2 separate regions of the Mus musculus genome follow, and region 2 is linked to region 1. The links are chromatin contacts, called in public Hi-C maps. All regions are on one chromosome and are shown on one strand. The core of a region is the stretch at or near the end of the contact, and the rest is flanking DNA. Distances in the headings are between cores, read along the strand shown. Region 1 holds the start of Dnpep (aspartyl aminopeptidase). Region 2 holds the start of Septin2 (septin 2).

Region 1 (7,799 bases), core at 3,376-5,875:
TATGAAGACTCACGAGTAGTTTGGGTGCACAGCATGGGCCATGTCTGCACTGATCATGAAGGACTTAGGTATGGCTTCCTCGAAGGCAGTCAGACGCTGAGGTGAGGCTGAGATGCGCCGTAGTATCAGCTCCGTCAGCAGGGACTGTGCTCCTTGTGCACTCTCTGACCCCACCTGGAGATGGCAGAGATTTGACTGTGGGAATCTGGACATGCGCCTGGACTGTAAAAGTGTTCAGGATGGCCCGGGATCCACCTGAGTCACTTGGTAGAGAGAAGTATCCTTAGAGACTCTCCTTTCTGAACATATGACAGTAGACTAGGGCCAGACTAATTCCCAGTCATTCATGGACTAGAAATAGCATTTACTGATGGAGGTTTCCACACTGGTCCCCCACATTTACACCCAGGGCTAGGCAGGTGTTAAAGCTATATAACTAACTACCCAGCTAGAGACAGCATTCCCAGTTTCCTTTGTAACTGAATGTGGCCACACTGGGTTCTGTGAATGTGAGCAATAATGAATTCCATTTCCAGACCACACTCTTGAAGACAAAGGCATCTATTCTCTCTGCCCTCTCCTTTACTGCTGACTGGGTATAGACATGATAGCCAGAGATGGAATAGCCAACTAGCATAATAGACCAGAGACCTATCCAAACCACTAGCTGACCCAGGGAGTTACATGAAAGAGAACATCTACCTGTCAAGCTCCACTATAGCATCTCAAGATTACAGCTAAACAACATAGCTGACAACCCGCTATGTGCCAAGCCACAGACCTGAAAGGATGACCTGTGTAGTGGCCCCATCCTTGGGGTAGGAATGCAGCAAGGTACACATAGAATACAGGCTATGGAATCCATTATAAAAATCTATGCAGGGCCAGGAGGGAACAAGTGCTATGGGAGCACTGGCAGCTCTCCTTCCTCCCTCTTTGGGGCCTCTAGAATGCCCTGGCTCGCTCTGAGTGTGGGCCACCAGGCAGTTACTGACTACTCCACTGAGGGACCTCTGCCCCAGCCCTCCACATACCTCTTCATTGTCGTAGAGTGTGACCATGCGCACATGTGGATCCCTGGCCAGAGAGGCAGGGGATGCACAGGAATCAATCAATGCCTAGATGGGGAGGAGACAGGCTCATTATCCCTGACCTTTGCTTCTTACAACTTTGTCTGCCAGGACCTGGGAGGGACATGCTGCCCTGCCAGGGAAGTGGGCTGGGCTCTCGCAACCTTTCTCTTAGGGTCCTGCCTGGCAGGTGGAGTAGGACCTTTCTAGTGGGATAAGTAAATCCATTCTCTGAGCATTTGCTCTCATACACTCCCATGCAGAAGGCAGGAGGATAATGTTGAAGACAGACTGAAACTATAAGTCCTGGGAGGCCAATGATTATGAAGATCAGTCAAACTGATGGGCTTCTGTTAACAGCTCTAGACATGTCCATGAACAACCCAGCTGGCTGGCTCAGAAGCAGACACAGGCCCCGGAGCTACAGTTACCACCCAAAGCCTATCTCCAGTCACAGACAGGCAGGGAAAGGCAGGTTAGAAAGCAGAGGAGGGGCAAAGGGTAGAAAGCTGAGAAACAGCCTGACTGGGGGAGAGAGACAGTGAAGAACATGAAGGTGACCAAGAGGTACAGACAGCCCTACTGAGGTCCCAAGGATCCCAAAGAAGGCTGGCAGGGGACAAGGAGGAGCTTTAAGTCAGAGGCAGAATGAGAGAAGCAGAAGAAAGTGAGAATTGTTTTTCATGGTGGCAAGGCCTGTTTTCAGACAGAGGTCATTAAGGAAAAGTAAAAGACACCATGGCACCCTGAACACTGTCAGCTCCTGGTCCCAGAGCAGCACAGTAATAGTGATGTCAAGGCTACAGTGCATGGGCCCTTCCCAGTGCCAACAGGGTGAAGGCCTGGCTAAGCAGCCATGTCTCCCCAGCTCTCGTGCTGCCTGGGCTGCTCTGGCTTCTCACCTGCAGGGCACAGAAGCAGCTGTGCAGATTGTCCAGTCGAGGAGCGAAGATGAACTCTTCATAGGCTCCACCCAGGACCTAGAAAGACAGGAGGAACACCTAAGTGCCCGGGCCCTCACCACTTCTCCCTGTTCCCAAGGGCCAGAGCAACTCTTGACTGTTGGCTCAGGAAACTATTCTTGCTGTTCAGCAGAGAATGAAGGCCAGGAAAGGGCATCCTACAGCATCTGACTTGTCTCAGAGGGGCAGGCCAAAGGAGGGCTAAGTGGTCAGTCACCAAAAAAAAGAAAAGCAGCCAGCGATGGTGGGGCACACCTTTAATCCCAGCACTTGGGTGGCAGAGGCAGGCGGACCTCTAAGTTGGAGGCCAGCCTGGTCTACATAGTTCCAGCATAGCCAGGGCTACACAGAGAAACCCTGTCTAATAAAAACAAAACAATGCCGACTAAAAGGAAGAAAACAGCTAACACAAACATAGGACCAAGGAGCCAAAGACTAGCAGCTCCCTACTTAGCACTTGGAAGGCACCAGGCCTCTTGCCCTCAGAGGTTCAGAGCAGACAGGGGCCATGTCACACATCACCCCCAGTCTCAGTAGGACGGTCTTCTGGGGAGATGCTCTGCTTATCTGGGAACTACTGAAAGCAGAGGAAGTGCCACCAACTGGGAAGAACAAGGATGAGACTAACTGAGGAGCTTCGGGGATATGCTATGGCTGACAGGGACCCTGGAGGACCCCACCACGAGGGCCTACAGCCACTCCTTACTGCAGGCTGGGTGTCTGCCAGGCAGAGCTCCATCTCCATGATGCTGTCAGGACTCAGGCCCAGATGGGTACAGAGCAGGGACATGAGGACCGAGTGGTGCCGCTCATCCTGTAAGGCAGGGGATGTTGGAAGGTGGACCTGCTCATCCTTTGCCCCTCTAGGGGACTGGTCTGCTCCCCTCTGCCCACCCTCTCCGGGCCAGGGGAGCTTCTTACAGTGGCACCGAGAGGCCCTGGTTCAGGAGTCCCTTTCTCCAGCTCTTCCTGAACTGCTGTGGCAAGAATAGGGACTCTGTGGGGAAATGGGTTGAGAGAAGGGAGAGGGACAGCCATGAACTTCTAGTCCTCCGACTGATTCCCAGCGCACTCCCCAAATGGATAGAACTGGTTTCCAAACGTGGAACTTGACCACTAAGGGGTGGTCCTCTGTTCCCCAGTGCCATATCCCACCCTCACAGCCATCACAACCCTGGCTCGAATGTGGACTCACAGGTGGATCTCTGTGTTGGGCCCAAAGTTCTCATTGATATTTCGCTGCAGATGGATGGCCAGATGTGGGATGCGCAGGATGGGCCGTTCTATATGGACGAGCCTCTGCTCCAGCCGGCCTGAGGTAGGGCACTGTGGCCAACCGGCCAGGTCAGAACTGGGCACCTCCCAAATCCAGCTGATAAAATCCCTTACTAAACCCAGAATAATCATGTCCCCTCTTCCCCACGAGGACTCTTCACTGGTACACTTAAGAAATGGGAAGACATTCAAGCTTCAGGCTGCCGGAAGTGAGAGCCTCCCCAGTTCCTAGCCCCTCGATACCACCTTGATAATGACGCGTCCAGCCAAGGTCAGGTCCCGGTCGAACCATGTGCTCCAGATCCCACCGCCGTAGGTCTCAACACCGACCTGGTGGTAGCCCACCTGGCTTCGGCGCGATTTGCGTTTCACCTGAGCGTAAGAATGAGAAAAAAGGGAATGTCTGAAAGACAACATCTGGAAGGGAGACTCAGGCAGTAAGTTATACAGAGCAGATAGCACATCAGTTGACAGCTGAAAGTGTATGTGGGGAACATGAGAGCATGGGGCGGGTCTACCTTCTTCCCGGGACCTTGGGATAGGGCCTTGCAAACTCTACCTCCAGGATCTCTTCTTCCCAACCGCCCCCCCCCACACCTCCCTTCAGTCCAAACAAGTCCTAACTTCTTACCCTGAGACAGGGACTGTCCGTGTGGGCCCCAATGAGGCTGAAGCCATTGCCAGGAACATACTGGCCCCCCACAGCAAAAGCAATGATGGAGGAGGAGTTTCTGGTTAAGAAGTACTGGGGGAGAGAGTTGAAAGACAGGGGCGTGAGTTGCTTTATGATCCGGGACACAGGCCTTTGCAATAGTGTCTGCCCCCACGCTATCCCTTAGTACCTTGTTTTCTGGTACGATATCCCAGCCCTCTGTTTCCTTGAGTTCACGGAAGCCAGCCTGGAGGAGGCGGCTGCGGCACTCAGCCACGACTGTAGGAAAAGGGCTCTCTCAGCGATGGAAGTTGGTCAAGTCACTCCCACTCCTAGCCTCCCTAACCCTGGTCACCTACCGTGGAAAGGAGAGGGACTCCGGTTCACGAACTTCAGGAGCTCTCGGGCTGTGGCCTGGATGGCCTCTTTCCGAGCCCTGCCGTTCATAGCCATCTACAGGGAGAAGTGGAGAGTTCAGGTGGCTGCCGGGTCTAGGATCCCTCTTTCAGCCCCCTAGAAATGAGAGCCCCAAGGCTCAACCTCTGCTTCCGAGGACTTCACTGGCGACAGATGTGGATTCCTAGCTCGATCGCTCTCGGCTCAAAGGTTCAGTCCCAGGGCAAGAGGACCTCCACCCAGTTTTGTCCCTGGAGTACAGGATCGGAAAGGCCCGCCCCCTAATCAGATAATCCACGCCCCGCCCAGCTAGGAAATCCCGCCTCCAAGAGGACCTCAAAGCTGGAAAGGCCACTAGCCGGCGCGCCACCGTGTCCGGAATCAAAGCACCACTACACCTGTCCCTTAGCCCCGTCAGTCACTAGACAGCCCTTCCGGCTCCGGGAAGGTCAGGCCACCTCGGAGGGTTTCAGTTTTACTTTGAAACCGGAGTACGCCCGTGTCAGCGCCGCCTTAAGCTTAGCTCCGAAAGGGCGCGCGGCCTGCCACCGAGCCGAAGTGGAGGCGGGACCGGCAACAGCAACACACCTGCATAGCCCCACCGCACTCCGCTCCAGGAGCCGGACTCCGGCCCGCCCCTGACGCTCCGCTCCTCCCTCCCGGATCAGGCCTCGCCTTCGCCGAGCTGTGGGCTCCGCCTCTCGTCAGGCCGCACCGGGACTCCGCCTCTACCAGGCCTCGCCCCGCCCCCGCTGCTCCGCGAGCTCCGCCCCTGTCAGGCCTCGGTCGGGTTCCGCCCCCTCCCGCTACTCGCTCAGCTCCCGTCAGGCCTGGTTCCAAACACGCTGACTGCTCTGTGCCAGTCAGGCCGCGTCCCGCCCTCACTACTCCGAGAGCTCCGCCCCTGTCAGGACGCGTTCCGGTTCCGCTCCCGCCTCACCGACCCGCCTTCCTCCAATCAGGCTGCGTTCTAACCACGTGGACTAGTCAGCTCCAGTCACACCGCGCCCCGCCCCACTGTTCCACTAGCTTTGCCCCGTTAGGAGCCACGTCTCATGACCCGCCCTCATTGCGCCACTAGCTCCGCCCCGTCACGCCTACTCTCCAGACCTTGTCTCCGCTGTCCGGGCTTCCTTGGCAGGCCCCGCCCCTGATGCCTCTCTCGCCCCGCCTCCATCAAGTCGAGTCCTCCAGGCGTTGACCCCCCCCCCTCCGCCCTTTCCTTTGTCAGCGGCCTCGAAGCCGCTGCGAGGCGTTCCGCTCCTGGAGCACCCTCAGGCAGGACGGCCCACCGCGGCGGCGGCAGCGCGCTCTAGCGCCCCGGTGGTGTTAGCACAGCCGCTGACTTCCATGAGTTTATGTTATGATAAACGTTATCGTATGTAATTCTCACAATTTTACTGTCAGCATTTTGTAGACAACGGAATTATGAGAGTAATCTGTCTCTAGTTACAAATGGATGGCACAGCTGGGCTTATGACTCCATAAATTAGTGTGCAGAGCCTAGAACAACTGCAAGAGACTTTCGTAGGCTTTTTTCTATCCTCTTTGGTTAAATGTTATGCTACTTAGTAGGTCTCAGAGGAACACAGAAGTCAGTGACCTTTTCAACACAGCTGTTTGGGTGGCCCTGAGGTTTGATTCTGATACTCATGATTTTTTTTTTCTTTCAGACAGGATTTCAGTTTTGTTCAGGCTTTTCCAGAGCTCACTATGTAGCCCAGGCTGGCCTCAAATCCATGGCAATCCTGCCTCAGTCTTGCAATTGTTGGAGATACAGGCATGAGCCGCCCCTACTGGCTCTTTCTACTCCTTAAAGCAGTTGAGGGGGGCAATTCCAATATTATGTTTCCATGTCAAGAATGTTGAATAGCAATCTTAAAACTCATCCATACATCGATGGATCAGGACTCTTGTGGCTTTGAGGTTCAAAACAGAGTCGACCTACCATGAGTGTAAAAATAGTCTTTCCAGGGATCACAGGTCTCTGGGGTGGGGGTGGGGGGCATCTGTTGCTTTTATACTTGGGATGGAAATGAACAGGGATAGATTCTGGAAAGGTCCTGCCACCCTCACTTCAAAGGGGGCAGTTTCAAGATCCGTTCAGTGGGTGACAGACTACATCTGTGTAGCTTCTTAATCATCCTTTAGATATCATTGTATCCCTACTCATTTGTACAGTTAATTAATTACTCATTAATAATTATGTAAGTCGCATTATGTATGAAGCTGAGTGCTAAGTGGACCATGGGAAGGATGTTCTCATCTGTTCTCTAAGGTCTGGTTACGTGGGGGAGGGGCTACATTCTAAGCTACTGATAGCTAAAACAGGGTATGGTTCTCCATATGAGTGGGTTCTGCATCGTTGAATCCAACTAAGTATTTGGGGTCCTGTGTATTAACTAAGCAGAAAGTACAGACATATTTTAAAAGTAGTATTTATGAGAGCGAGAGATGCTATTAAACTCCAAGTCATGAACATATGAAAGCCCGTCTCATGTCAACCTAGGAAATGTGAGTTTAAAATGATGTTCTGTTTTAATTGATGAGGTAAACAAAACCGGAAACGCTTGGCGATGTCAGGCATTGAAAAAGGCTTGGGGTAACACTTGCCTTTACACTCGATGTTCTGAAATGTAAATATTCCATATGGCTGTTTTCAAGCTATGAACGTGATGCCACTAGAGCTAGACACGGATTTGGGAAGAGTTGTACAGAAAAGCAAGCCACTGTGTGTGCTTCTGCCCGGCAGATGCACTGGACATAAGTAACCTGTACAGCAGAAAGTTTAAAATGTGGTACGATAGTGGAAAAGCTGATGGTTTTAAATTTTAACTGTCTCTGCAATATAATTTGCTTAATTGTACCATAATGCTTTGAGGATTGCTGCGGTTAACAACAGGGTCACCGAATCCTTGGGAATCTCACAGTCAGTTCTCATGAACTGGTGCAGGTCAGTACTCCACCCACACTCACCATCCTTGCTATGAAACATACTGCCAATGAAATACCAGACTGGGGGCTGGAGAGATGGCTCAGTGATTAGAGCGCACTGAGCTGCACAGGGACTGTCCCTCCAGCTTTGCTATGTCACCTCTGGCATCAGGCTGTGATAGTAGTTGCTTTGCAGAAACTTGAAGTCACTTTTGCTAAAAACATGGACTCATCCTTTGGACTTGTACTTCAGATTTTTGAATGGGTCAAAAGTCTTGGCACATCTTTCTTTCATATTGTCCCTGTCCCTGTAGGAGCCTATAAGGTGGAAGGAGAGAACTGACTTCTGAAAATTGTCATCTGCCCTCATGTTTGCCCTGGCATGAGCAAGTCCACACTCACACACACACACACACAAACCCATCACACACACACACATACATACACACACACACACATACACACACACACATATACACACACATATACACACACACATACGCACACTCA
Region 2 (6,829 bases), core at 2,555-5,054, about 18 Mb after region 1:
ATATAAGAAATCTAAAGCTGGGTATAGTGGCACATGACTTTAGTCCCAGCACTCAGGAAATAGAAGCAGGCCAACCTAGTTTACACTGAGATTTCCAAGACAGCCAAGGGTACACAGAGACACTGTCTCAAAAAAAAAAAAAAAAAAAGAAAAAAGAAAAAAAGTACAAAACATAAATCTAAATTTGTAGATATTTACTTAAAATCTTGTTACCAACAGCTTTGACTAATTTCTCAATTAAGTAATTACATAACATGTAAAGAATAACCATTTTGCCTCTACCTATGCTTAAATATGAGATTGTTTTGTTTGCCAAAGCATTATTTATAACTTTTTTTAAAGACCATCTTATCAAAACTCAACATGTAGCTGAGAGTAACAAAGCTTGAACCTTTGATCCTCCTGCTCCAACTGCCCAAGTGCTGGAATTACAGCTTTTTATCCTGTGCTTACACATACATTTATACAAATGTACCCTGGGTGGAATGACTATGTGGAGATGACCTAAGTCAGCAAAGGCACCCATAGATCAGTGACACCAAAAGACAGAGATTTAGAAGGCCGATAATCACTGTTTGTCAGCCCACTTGGAGTTTCTCAATACAATAGAAATGGTTCCAAACATTTGCTAAATTTGCTATCTGTAAGCTGATCAGTGTGAGCCACAGAAAGGAGATCCAACTGCAGTCTATTATGAATCATGCAACAGGCTATCACTAAAAAGCACAAGAGCCATGAAGAAAGAGAGAGATATAGGAACCAAGCCAACAGAGACCAGACCATGCCAGTGCCATAGCACCTTCGCTGTCTCAAAGAACCTGGGACAAGAACTAAGTGTGGCCACGACTCATCAAGAGTGTTGCATCTCTTTCTGTTCATCAGAGCTAACAGAGCTTCTAGAATCAAGTTAAGTATTAGGAGGCATAGTTATACTCTGTAGCCCAGGCTGGCCTTGAATCTCTACATCTACCTGATTAGCCTCCCAAGTGTTGGAATTATAGACACATACCTTCTACCATTTCTGGTGTGTAGCTGTTTCTTTTCAAAGGTTGCTTTTTATTTTATGTGAGATTTGTCTAAATACATATATTGGCAATGAAGAATCTATCTTACAAAGTATCATAGGTCATCTCAATGGTCATAATCCTGTCCAACCTGTCAGACTGAGAAGGTACTGAATATACACCATTAAGACATCTTCATACAATCTCAGCTAAGCCCTCTACCATTCAAGAAGTTAACCATATGTTTGTCCAATTCTCAACCTTTTGCTGTATGCCATTGGCTATAATATTATACCTTCCCTTCCCTACTCTTTCTGTTTACAACACTCCTTCCTGCCAACTCTACCTGGAAATACTCTGTAATCATTCTTTAAACTCCAGTTTCAGGACCATTATATTTTTGGGGGAGGAGCGGGGAGACAGGGTATCCTGTAGGTCAAGCAGACCTTGAACTCACTATGTAGAAGAGCTGACACTGACCTCCTGATCTTTCAATACACAGTGCTGATTACTCCACAATACAAAGCGCTGGATTACTGATTTACAATCACATTCTTTATGAAGGATTTTCAACAAGTAATCATAGTCTACTTCCTATCTCTTTTACATATTTCCACTATGGGCTTTGCAGTAAGTAATCATAGTCTATTTTCTATTTCTTTTATATACTCTCATTATGGTACAAATTAGCCTGCAAAATAAGCTTTCTTTCGCAAGTGTTATCTTCTACAGGAAATCATAAAGAGCTAGAAAAAAGGGAAAAATGATGTTTTTCTATCTCTGCACCCCCAGAATCCCTAACATGTGTGGCACTCGGCTCTTTAATGTTAAAGAAATGAGGTTATTAGGCTGATATTAGACATTTAGAAGGTCAAAATAAAACTAAAAGAAATGTACTTGAAAGCCTATTTGGCCACTGAGAAGTGGGCCTGCCCACAAGAGAGAGAGGAAAAAAATAAGGATCTGCTTGTGTGTGTCCCTGTCTATTCTGACCTGTCTGCCTCTTTCGGGTATTCTCAAGATGAAGTAAGTGTCTAAGCAGTGCAGGCCTCTAACCAACGCTACCAACAAAGCTTGGGTGCCATTGGAAATTACTTAACTGGTTTTCAAAAATACTATTTCTGAGACTGGAAAAGATATGCTCCATTATCTCTAAGTTTAAAGATGTCATAATAGGTTAAGAGTTGTTTTGAATCCATAAGTAGTAATTCACTTAAAAACAAAACAAAAGCCCAAAGCCCCTTTTAGAGCTACATTAAATGACTGCTTTTAAGTATCCCCATAGCTAACATAATTAACAAATTTAGCCTATGGGTACTTTAAATCTTCAAAACGTAAGCTTAAGCAATAGGTTTCACCCAGTGTTTTCCTATTCACACCCGATTCCATAATAGAAATTTAGCTTGTAGCTACTACTAGCTTCAAACAAAATTTTGTGACTGGTTTAACTGGGCTTCAGAAAGTTACTAAGAAAGTGGCTCTTTAAATGGACACCAACAAATATGTGAAGTCATTGTTTGAGAGCTTAAGGTGACTAGCAAAACCCAAAGCTGAAGGGCGAGCCAAGTTGTAAGTGAAGATTATAACCCTCCAATTTTCCCCATGCTTTATCCTTGTCTGTAAAGATAATAAAACCCAAGACAGTCTCCTTTGGTTCAGTTATATCGTATGCAAACACATGCCCAGTCGACCCTCCAATCTTCTAATTCAGACAGGATATGCAGTGTAGCCTCGAGCACTGGGATACTTTACTCAAAGTAATAACGCACAAAAAAACCACTCCCTCACAACAAGGCATGTGTCAGAACAGTTCGGAATACCGACACTGTGCATATCACCCACTAGGGTTGCGCGATTGCTGTTTCTTCTCTGGGGAGGTACTCTAGGGTGTTTTCCTATAGAAAGGCCTTGGTGAAAGGCCTAAGGTAGGAGTTTACGATCGCTGACCAGCCAGGGGACCTCCTGCGATTGAAGGGAAGGACAACCCGAGCCAGGCCGCAGCCCAGTACTGCACCTTCCCAGCCAGCTTCAAGCCGGTCGCAGAGAGCAGGGCATGCCGCAGATCTCTCCGCCCGCCCCAGTCTGAAAGAGGGTAGGGGGCCGTGCCGGCTCCGCCCTCCCCCGCGGGGCATGGGCTCACGACCACACAGGAAGGCCACGTCCCCAGGGACAGGCACCACTCTATGGTGTGCATGGGGGGGGGGAGACCCACGTGACCAGCACGTAGCCAATCCCGGGACGACAGCCCGCCATAGAGACGGCCGCAGAGGCGGCTAGAGATGCCCGCCGGCAAGTCACAAGCGCCCGCCTATCCCGGCTCGGTGTTCCTAGCTCGGTGCTGCCGCCATCTTCCAGGAGGAAAGGATAGAGGCAAAGGGCTCCCTCCCCTTCACTGCTCCGCACTCACGCTGCCACCTGCCCGCCCCCGGTCGTCTCTCGCTCTCAATGGACACCTTATTCCTCCTTAGTAAATATCCTTCCCACAACTCTAGTTTCCCATAAAGCGGAGAATCTCGTTACCTGCTCCTCTTTTATTAGCGTGAGGAATCCAAGCTCATAAGGTAGGAACTGTGGCGAAACAGGAACAAGACGCCATCTTGGTAAAGGAGAAGAGGCTACGCTTGACCTCCCCCCGCCCCCAGCCTCTATATGGCCAACCGCCGTGGGAGGGGCACAGCGCCTGCGCAGAGGCGGACGGCAGGATCGCGTCCACGCTTGCGCTCTGCATGCAACCGCGGAGGAGGGGACTACTCGGGGCCCAGGAAGGAGTTGGCAAGGGGCGGGACGGCGCGATGACGCCATCTGTTCGCGCGCGCTCTACTGGGCGGGGCAGGTCCGTGCTCTCGCCTGACGAGCGTTCTCCGGCGTGTGAGCGGGTAAGTGTGTGGCAATGTGTACCCACTGTCGCGCGGGCTCGAGTTGAGCTGGCTGTCCTGAGAAAGGGCTAGAGTTCTGCCCTCGCCCGGGCCGCCTAGGCGGTGATAACGGGTACGGAAGTGAGCGCGTGGGGGAGGGGCGGCCGCACCCTTAGTCCGGGGCTCCAGCGATGGATGCCTGGCTGGCGTCGTCCCTTCGAGGACAACTGGACGGGCGGCCCCCATCTGGGTGATCCTGCTGGCCAGGTCCAGGGCATTGGGGCGGGCGTGGCTGGGCCCAGTGAAGTTATGGCGCACAGTCCAAATACTATGTGGTGGAGAGTCGGGCGTTAGGTTCACATCTACGAAGCACTTGCGGGGCCATCTTCCCACGTAACGGTGCCATTTCGTCCTAGGGATGAAAAGGACTAGTCACCCTGGGATGTTAATGAAGTTCCCCAATTTAAGGCAGTGACAGGAGCGTTATGGAGTGGTTTGTCTGCTGTGGCCTTCCCCGAGGTAGTGCGACGCTAGACAAAGGGCTGCAGCCCTGTAAGTGACACGGGAAAGGGAGCATGGAGTGGAGGCCTTTGACTGAGAAGCCATGAAGTCTAACTCTGAAGCGGACCGCAGGCCCAGACCACGCCTGGCCCTTTTGTATCTTCCGGCCTCATTTGTTAGTGGCGCCTTGCCTTGTCCTGTACTACGTTTCCAGACTTTCAACACATAGAACTTCTAGTTCAGACCGTTGTGGTCTCTATGGCTGGTTTTAACCCAGTTTACTCCTCGTGTCTGGAGCGCAGTTAATCTCGAACATTCTCTGTCTAATGTTTATCTGTTGTGTAGTTCCTGTTCGCTGCTTGTTATTAGTTAGGACTCTCACTGGATTCGATATCCTTTAGACGGTTTAAGTGTTTCTCTGGCGTCAAATATTGGGGTCCCTACTGTCTATCAAGGGATTTAAGTTTTAGGTTTTCAACCGGGCGTGGTGGCGCACGCCTTTAATCCCAGCACTTGGGAGGCAGAGGCAGATGGATTTCTGAGTTCGAGGCCAGACTGGTCTACAAAGTGAGTTCCAGGACAGCCAGGGCTATACAGAGAAACCCTGTCTAGAAAAAAAACTTAGGTTTTTTGTTTTTTTTTTTTTTTCCTTAGTAGTGAAAATTGTTTTAGTATCTTAGATACATTTTTAAAATCCGTCTTGTTAACATAAGGAAAAACAGGAGTTTTGAAGAGGTCATAAAGGCTGTTTCTTCATGATGCTTCTAATTTGAGACTCCTTATTTTCAATGGCTTTTCTGGTAGTTGCCATTCAGGAATTCTTTGCAATACCCAGCATTCAAACTGTCAGTGTGTGCTGCTATATCTAATTTTGGGGATGATTTTTTTAGTTTTAAAAGTTGTCCTGATCCTTTTTTATCATTTTTCCACCTAGTGTCCCCCCCCCCCCCCCCTTTACAGAGCACCAGAGGTCAGTAAAGAACAAGAGCTTCTCCTTCTGGGTTTGCTGGGTAGCCTAGGGAAAGGAGGTGGGGCCTCCCTCTATTATCAATCGTGAATGTAATTAAGCTCCCTTTGTTTGTGGCTTGCTGCTCCAAGCTCCATTAAGAGTGTTGTCTTGCATAATGTGCTTGTACAGTCTTCAAATCTAAGAAATCTAAATGGCAAGAGAGTCTAGGCTCTTTGGATAAAAGCTCTTCAGGATCCTACACTGAGGAGTCTTTGGGGATTAGGGGTAATGTATACAAATGTAAAAATTTGTGTACATGAATGATGGGTCCTTTGAGTATTCCATTATTATAAATGCCACTTGCAAAAATGGGTCTTGTTCACCTAGTCATCTTTTGACTCATAATTGGGTGATAGTGTTACTCTCTGATATAAAGAAGCCGTGGGTCAAGTGTAAGGAACTTAATAACTTCTGACATCTGAAATATGCAATGTGAAAGAATAAAATTCTAGTTTGACTATATATCTTTGATATGGGGGATCTAACTGATCTTCGATCTGTACCTAGCAGTATGTTAATGGACAAGGTTTTCTCACTAAAAACCAAGTGCTTTAGAAATTCAGTATTCATCTTTCAGTTAACATTTGACATTACTAGGGATGTGTAGTTAGTTCACTTGGTCAAGTGCTTGCCCTGAATGCAAGATTTCTGGTTCCTTATTACATGTCCCGCCCCACCCCCCAAACAACAAAAACTAAAACCCCTTTTTGTTATGTTTAATACATTGTTAGAAAATCATTGAGACTAGAATACAAGTTATGTTTGGGTATAGGGTAACATTCATAGCCTAGCAATCTCTGTATTGAAGAATCATTGTATGTATTCTCCAATCTGTGCTTGTGTTGTGCATCAGGATGCTTATTATTTATTTATTTATTATTTTATTTATATGAGTACACTGTTTTCATACACACCAGAAGAGGGCATCGGATCCCATTACAGATGGTTGTGAGCCACCATGTGGTTGCTGGGAATTGAACTCAAGAATCTCTGGAAGAACAGTCAGTGCTCTTAACAGCTCAGCCATCTCTCCAACCCTCAGTACTTATTGAAAGAAAGGAAACTGATATTGGAAACTACTCTTCTTTCGTCTGAACTGACCTAGGACCTCAAAATGGCTGTGGACTTGGGTCAGTAAGCTAAGGAGATACAGAGATGTAGAAAGATACCCATGACATTTCCTGTACATGGTGGCTAGAAATAAATGACATAATAGTAGTGAAGGCAAGTCTCCACATTTTTACTCTCAAGTGTTTATCTTCCCATTATTTTATACAATACCTAAAGAAAGGAGACATACCATAGGGATTCCAGTTTAGAATCGAATTAATTATACCAATTTGGGAGAAACAAAATGACTTGATAATTTTAGGGCTTGTTTTTTTTTAATTCTGTATCTGTTCATAGCCAAGTATAGTGTTGTATCCCTGTAATCTCAGCATTTGAGAGACTGAAATAAG

The links. Hi-C and Micro-C count contacts between places; a contact is called where the count stands out from the background.
Region 2: a Hi-C map of CD8 T cells shows a contact between it and region 1, with 6 times the contacts expected there. The contact joins the promoter of Septin2 here to the promoter of Dnpep in region 1. A contact is called at or near these places in 1 of 484 Hi-C or Micro-C datasets (CD8 T cells) and 1 of 9 other capture datasets (liver).

Annotation. Positions count from the first base shown.
Region 1 is chr1:75,312,392-75,320,190 of GRCm38.p6, forward strand. It overlaps Dnpep (aspartyl aminopeptidase), which reads right to left and starts at 4,626. Exons shown (of 15, transcript NM_016878.4): 1 at 4,500-4,626; 2 at 4,319-4,412; 3 at 4,150-4,238; 4 at 3,939-4,052; 5 at 3,554-3,679; 6 at 3,228-3,358; 7 at 2,954-3,029; 8 at 2,739-2,846; 9 at 1,973-2,050; 10 at 1,035-1,118; 11 at 14-174. The coding sequence starts at 4,412.
Region 2 is chr1:93,475,189-93,482,017 of GRCm38.p6, forward strand. It overlaps Septin2 (septin 2), which reads left to right and starts at 3,805. Exons shown (of 13, transcript NM_010891.2): 1 at 3,805-3,880. It also overlaps a transcript of Hdlbp not described here.